2 separate regions of the Mus musculus genome follow, and region 2 is linked to region 1. A link is a contact called in public Hi-C data. All regions are on one chromosome and are shown on one strand. The core of a region is the stretch at or near the end of the contact, and the rest is flanking DNA. Distances in the headings are between cores, read along the strand shown. Region 1 overlaps Mpdz (multiple PDZ domain crumbs cell polarity complex component). Region 2 holds the start of Mpdz (multiple PDZ domain crumbs cell polarity complex component).

Region 1 (3,387 bases), core at 406-2,905:
TCCTGGAGAAGATAGCAAGGTTTAATACAAACTGCATTGTGGTAAGAACTCTAGAAACTTAGCAGCAAGGTGGCTGAGCAGCTCAAGGTGCTTGCCATCAAGACCGATAGACTGAGTTCAGTGCCTAGAAACTGCCTGGTATAGAAACCAGCTCTAGCAAGCTATTCTGTGCTCCACGCTCACTCTGAGGCATGCACACTCCCAAGTCAACCATGCTACGTAAATAAATGTGATAGAAAAGAACTAAAGAGAAACAAGACTAGCACCTGCTTTTAAAGATTTCTCCTTCGCTGGCCTTAGTTTGTTCATCTGAGCAATAAGTGAAGGAATCTGGGGGACTAAATAGTTTACAGGCCTTTCAAATTCCAACCTCCTGCCCAGTAATAGCTCATATACGAACCTGATTATACCAAATTAAATTTTTAAAATAGTACCAGTGATCCTTAGTGACAAAAGGCATGCCGCATCTGGCTGTGTTGAAAGGATCTCTCGTGAGCCACTGTAGCAATAAGACGTTGGAGGTGGTTTTAACCATCACCTGACAGAGCCGCATCTGTTCTGTATGTTCACAAGCAGGCTGTCCTGTGAGAGCAACCTGCATATGTAGTACTATTTCTGTGGAGTTGTTCAGAGTTGTTCAGAGAAAGGATTCAAGTAGCAACAAAGAAGTGTTCACGTGGGGCTGGAGCTGTGACTCCACAGACCACCTACTATGTGCAGGATCCCGGGTGCAGTCCCCAGGTCCACAAAATAGGAGGAGTGTTCATGTATAGCCTTGCTTCCGAGTTTTGTTGTTATTAGTACTATATTCATTTATTTTGTGCGTGTGGGTATATGGACATGCACATGTATGGTCTGAGATCATAAGTTGGCTCGTGGAAATCAGTTCTTCCCTTCGACTCTGCAAGCCTAGGTTTTGAACTCAGGCCCCTAGGCTTTGTTTGCTCAGGGGCCTTTACCTACTTATCCATATCAGTGGCCCTCACTAACACCTCTTAAGGGATATTTCTTTGTTAATTTGCTTCCTATTTTTGTTTTCCTTGATAGACTTGAATGACCTATAAGATCTGCACAAATCCTTACATTTTTCTCTCCAGTAGGGAAATTGAATATTTTTCTCTTTTAAGTCATTTAAGCTTTCAAATTGAGTTGTTCATTTGTTTAGATTAGCAAATAACAATTTAATGAATTATGTTGATTCCCATATCCTGTCTAACGATTCTTACATGCATATGCAAGCTTTCTATTATTTGGAGAACATTTTAGAGCTGGCCTTTGGTTTTGGAATTATATTCTTATTTGTTTCCCTTAAAGTGTTCATGATATTGCACATGCCCACTGGATTCTTTTTGTCCCCACAGGCACCCAGCCAGTCAGAATCTGAGACAGAGAAGCCTGCATTGTGCAATGTTCCTCCCTCCTCTCCTTCAGTGTTCTCAGAAATGGGTAGTGATTGTGCACAGCCATCTGCAACCGCAGTCTCAGAAGATGAGGACAAAGAGGATGAGTTTGGTTACAGCTGGAGTAAGTTGTCTCGGTGTGATGTCCTTAATTATAAGAAGTGTTGAAATCGCTCTGGGTTTGTTCTGTATGACTTGACTCTAGTGATATATGCTGCAGTTGTAGGTGGGAGGGTGACTGTTTGTTTTCCTTGAATACAATGTGCATTCCTGAGGTATGACATCACCTCCCTCCTTTACTTTAAACTTTCTCATAAAGCCCTCTTGCTTCTCATACGAAAATTATAGCAGTCAAGACATCATCTCGGATCCCGGTACGGGATCAGCTCTCTTGCACAACCCCGGCCCTTTAGAGGCTTTAGATTCCTCTCTGTAGTAGCTGATGATTAGTGGTATTATGCCCTGAAGTTCTGGTATTTTGGGTACTAGAACGTGATTATAATTATTAAGATCAACTCTTGGGCATTTGGCAAGTTGTCTCAAGTTTTAAATACAGTTCTCTCAGGTTTCTAATATTGTATTAGGTAACGTCTGAGGAATGCTGACACAGTCCTCCATGCTTTAAATTGAGCCAAAAGTCATGAATGTTTCATCATATTAAAAAGTTTAATTTCAAAAATGTTTTAGATTTATGTGTTTGATTTTATGTGGATGAATGTTTTCCCTGAATGTGCGCGTGTTCGCCACATGTGTGTCTGGAGCCCTGGGTAATACTAGGAAGGCCTCAGATCCTCTGGAACTAGAGTTATAGGCGGTTGTGAATCACTCTGTGGGTGCTGGGAACTAAACAGGGTTTGTTTGCAAGAACAAAGAATACTATTAACACTGAACCATTTCTCAAAAAGTTTTATCTTAATAACCTACTTGTCCACTTTAAGAAGTTTACACTGCACATACTTTAGAAAGCATAGAACAGTAAAGTTAACCGGCTTGATTCCAAAAGGGGTCCACAGATGTTTATTTAAGTGATGTAGGAAAGAGTGAACATAAGTGCAGGTCATTAGCCCTATAGAGTAGTTTTCTAAGAGATAATTTGTCAGATGTGATCACCAAATCAAAATTATCCAAATGCTACAGGTGGTTGTTTGTTTTTTTAAATCAGGTTACCGTAAAACATAATGGTTTAACAAATAAGAACTTAGGACTGCTCCCGTGGGATGATTGGCGTGCTCATCAGGCTTCCATGTCTAAGATGGCTCGTTGATATGGGCTTTTGCTTTGAGCACCTATGTGTGGCCTTACCTCTCAGATTAAAGAGAGTAGACAAACTGTTGATCAGGAGATCACGTAGTTAGGGCATAGGGCTTAAGGCTGGGACGGGTATATGAACTTGTTCTGGCCTAATGGCTCTGTGACCACTCTCTTCCCTCTGGGTAGCTGTCCATCATGATGTGAGGCATACTGTAGATTTGCCTCTGTTAAAGAAGCTTCCACTGACCAGTGAAGTAAAGAATTCTGAGTATTTTAGCTCCATTCTCTTCTCCAAGTGGTCAATTGATTTTCCCAGTTTAATCATAGTCTTGGGAGATTTTAAATTTAAGACACTTCTCCTGGACCTAATGCTGCCAAGATGTAGATGGTTAGTAGTCTCACATTATACTGTGTTTACCATCAATACAACAAAACCCCTAAGTGTTTGGTTTTTCTGTGGAAACAGTCCCAATGTCCAGGCAGCCAGTCTAACTTTTAGCTGCCAAAGAAATTATTATATCCCCTAAGATAAATCCAAATAATCTTGTATATTACAACGTTTGTCTGTGAATTAACTATGAATGCATTTGTTGTTCTGTGTAGAAAATATCCAGGAGCGCTATGGAAGCCTGACAGGTCAGCTCCATGTGATTGAGCTGGAGAAAGGGCAGAGCGGGTTGGGTCTGAGTCTTGCTGGGAACAAAGACCGCACCAGAATGAGTGTGTTTATAGTGGG
Region 2 (3,387 bases), core at 265-2,764, 130 kb before region 1:
CTTGCTTTCGTATAGAACCCAGGATTACCAGCCCAGGGATGACACCACCCACAATGGGTCCTCCCCACTTGATTACTAATTGAGAAAATAAATGCCTTACAGCTGGATCTCATGGAGTCATTTCCTCAAGGGAGGCTCCTTTCACTGTGATAACTTCAGCTTGTGTCAAGTTGACACACAAAACCAGCCAGTACAAACTATGAGATGAGAAATACACCCCATGAGTTTAGGCAGTAGAAGGCCCTTACCAAGACAACTGTCAGAGCAGTGACAGGCCCAGAAGTAAGGGTCTCTTGCGCAGCTGTGATCAAGAACACACTGGGTAGAGACAGAACTGTGGATAGATCCTCTCCATCCCTACCCCTAACCCTAGCCCCTTCTCTTTACCTTTGTGTTTGGTTTTAAGATGGGACGCCTGATAGAACAGATTCCCACAAATGCACTGTGGGAGGAAGAGAAGATGGGATGAAATGTCCCTCAGACGAACTACATCTTCATTTTCAAAAATCCTAGAACTGACTCATATCCACACATTCTGAAGACATCCAGTCAGAGTTCACATTTTCCTGCATGTCAAATCTATGCTGATTCATATTTGCGGAACCAAGGGAATTGAAGGTTTGGGCCCTGTGTTGTCTCCACCCAAGACACTGAATCCACTTTAATCAACTCACATTAGCAAGCAAAAATTTTCATTGAACGGTAACACTTTCATTCTTGTGCATTTCACGTGCTTCCTCCTTTAATATTTAGTAAATGTTAGAGAAACGCAAATCGCTTTTTATTAGACAAAATAAAATTACAACGCAATTCTTGTATTTTAAAGTCTGAGAGTTTTAAATTGTTCACTCTAATATTAGACTTAGAAAAAAGAGCGAGCGAGCTGTATTTTCTTTAATGGGTGTGGGGTTGGGGATAGACTGTGGGACTCCAGAGCTGAGGTCAACAGAAAGACAATTGTAAAAGTCACAAAACAGAAAAGGGGCATTCCCTCCCACCCCAATTCCCAGTAGCAGACAACTCTGAGCACTTTCCCGGAGGAGTTTGCTGCTTTTTTTCTTTTTATTGTCTCACCAGGCTAAGAACGCATCTTGATGTGCTAAGTAACTTCTCAAAAAAGGACTTCCCTTGACCACCTCGTTTCTCAAGAGGCCACGAATGCAGAGGGCAGTCCTCACCAAGAACTAGGAGAACTGCAACTAGAGACTACCAATGCAGGGGCCGGGAGCATAAAACACAAAAACTACATTCCTAGCCCAATTCAAGTTTTTGATAAAATATCAGCAACACTGGAGTGCAAGTATTTCTCGCGTCAATATGTGTGAAACGCTATACTTAAAAAAAGGGCACTTCCTTTGGAAGTCACATTTAGGAGCCTGCCCCACGCCCCGCCGCCTTCGCGCTTGTCCGTCACCCACGCGGGCCCGGGCCCGTGCGCCGGTCGTTCCATCTCGGCGGCGGCTGGGCCGCGCCCCTGATTGGCCAGCGCGCCCCGCCGGCGTCACGGCTTCCCGCAGCCCCGCGGCCTCCGGGAGGCTGGTCCGCGCGCAGCAAGGCTGGCCGGCCGCGGGCTCCGGTTCTCCGGCCACGCGTGAGCGTTCGCGCCACACGGCGCTCCGAGGGCCGCGACTACAGCGGAGAGGAGCCGAGCGCTTTGCCCACCCCGGGAATCCCCGCCAGGCCGCCGAGCCCGGTAAGCGGCCCCGCCCGAGCCCTGCCCCCGGGACTCTGGAAGTTTCCCGGGCTGCGCGCTCCCCGCCGTGCTCTCCGCGCGGCCTGCGCGCCTGTTGCTGTGCGCGGGCCCGGGGAGTGCGGGAGGGCCCGGGCCTGGTGGGGGTGGGGGAGCGTGCGGGAGGCGCTTTGTGTCTGAGCCCTGCTTCGTGGGGCGCGATGGTGCTCTCTGGGCTGCTATTTATTCTCCAGGGACTCGGGGACTGGGCAGTTCCTTCCCGGGTCATTGGCGGCGGGGAGGAGGAGGAGGAGGGGGCGGTGGCAGCCGGGGCGGGCGCGAGGGGGCTGCTCTGCGGGGGGAGGACGCCGAGGATACGCAGGCCTGCGGGCGAAGGTTGGGGTTTCCTTCTAGCATCAGATAAGAGGACCGCGACTTCACCAGCCAGAGGGAAAACTCCTCTCAGTATTGTTTTAGTGTCCTGAGGGGATGAATCTGAGAACTGAGCCCAGGCCACCTCATCCTGTGCTGTAGGACAGCTGTGCAGTTGACATCACCTTTGTGTGTCCATAGACCCTCGTTTAGGATGCCCTTCATAAATTAATGATCTGGGAACAGGGTGTGTGGGGGGGATTGGTCCTAGGGGTTTGGGAGGTTTTTGCATGTAGAACTTGTTAAGAGATGATGAAGATTTTACAACGATCAAATTATCCAATGTAGTTTATTACGGATTTAGAGGCTGATAGAATCCAGAATAGCAATTACATTTAAAACTTTAATAAAACTAAACTTTGAACGCTTTTAATTTCAAGTTCTAATATAAAGTTTTGGAAAAGTGCACCTGGGCTATTATGGATAGAGGAAGGCTCTGTAATTTGTCTTATCTTCCTCACCCCATTTAAAAAAAATAAGCAAAAATTGATGGGACTTTTTTTCAGCATATTGATAATAGTGCATATGTGTGCTGTGTCTTTCATGCATTCCTTTCTTCCTTGGATTCTTCTAGTTTCTTCTGGTTTTCTTTCTTCCTTTACCACGTTCTAATTTTACCACAGAACCCTGATGGTGGTTTGGTGAGGGAGTTAAGTTTGTTTTTAGGGTGCTCCAAATTCTGTCACCCAGAAAATGATCTACTGAATTCCTACGGGCGTCTTTGCATTTCAGATGCTTTTTAAATAGGGAACACCTTGAGGGAGTAAAGGCTATCTATACAACATACTTTGCTGCAGGTTGGAAGGTACTAGAGAGATAATTTCAGAAATGCAAATTTGCATTGATTCAGTGCTGGTTAGCACTTTCAACATTTAACTAAAGTACGCAAAATGGTTTACAAATGAAATCCTGGATATGTGTTCTGGAGGTAAGACTGAGGGGGGGGTGGTCTAGAACCTTCTGAGCAACAGTGAGTTGCTGCAAAGGTAACTGACCTGAGTTAGAGAAAGACCATTCTGCAGATTACATCCTAAGTCTATCCTCATAGATTTGACTGAGTTGAGTTGCAGGTTGGCTCCACTTTTTACATTTATAATATGGCTAACATCCTCTGAATTTCATCAGATACTTTAAGGCAGAGTTAACATACTGGACTGGATATGACTCCAAGTACTGTAAATGCCCCATCTCCCAGAGAAAGTTCTACACTAAAGAATGAAGAAACAGATGAGTTCTTAGTTAATCCAAGATTCCTAGATTGTCCAAGGGATGTTTGTGGCTTCAGT

What was found. A called contact is a pair of places that touch in the nucleus more often than the background predicts.
Region 2: a Hi-C map of Sertoli cells shows a contact between it and region 1, with 4 times the contacts expected there. The contact joins the promoter of Mpdz here to the enhancer-like site in region 1. A contact is called at or near these places in 5 of 39 promoter capture datasets (the 3T3-L1 cell line, 3T3-L1-derived adipocytes, hippocampal neurons and 1 more), 2 of 484 Hi-C or Micro-C datasets (Sertoli cells and nephron progenitors), 1 of 115 datasets of contacts at active chromatin or transcription factors (the NIH/3T3 cell line) and 3 of 9 other capture datasets (adipose tissue, liver and pancreatic islet).

What each region holds. Positions count from the first base shown.
Region 1 is chr4:81,308,294-81,311,680 of GRCm38.p6, reverse strand. It overlaps Mpdz (multiple PDZ domain crumbs cell polarity complex component), which reads left to right. Exons shown (of 47, transcript NM_010820.3): 28 at 1,362-1,524; 29 at 3,255-3,387. Among named protein-coding and RNA genes, the nearest start is that of Gm25803, 28 kb to the left of the region's middle. Within about 2 kb of position 1,655, at least 59 of the 459 cell types and tissues checked have an H3K27ac peak or open chromatin away from gene starts, as enhancers often do. A contact at or near this core is called in the NIH/3T3 cell line, Sertoli cells and adipose tissue, where this site is marked.
Region 2 is chr4:81,440,942-81,444,328 of GRCm38.p6, reverse strand. It overlaps Mpdz (multiple PDZ domain crumbs cell polarity complex component), which reads left to right and starts at 1,514. Exons shown (of 47, transcript NM_010820.3): 1 at 1,514-1,693.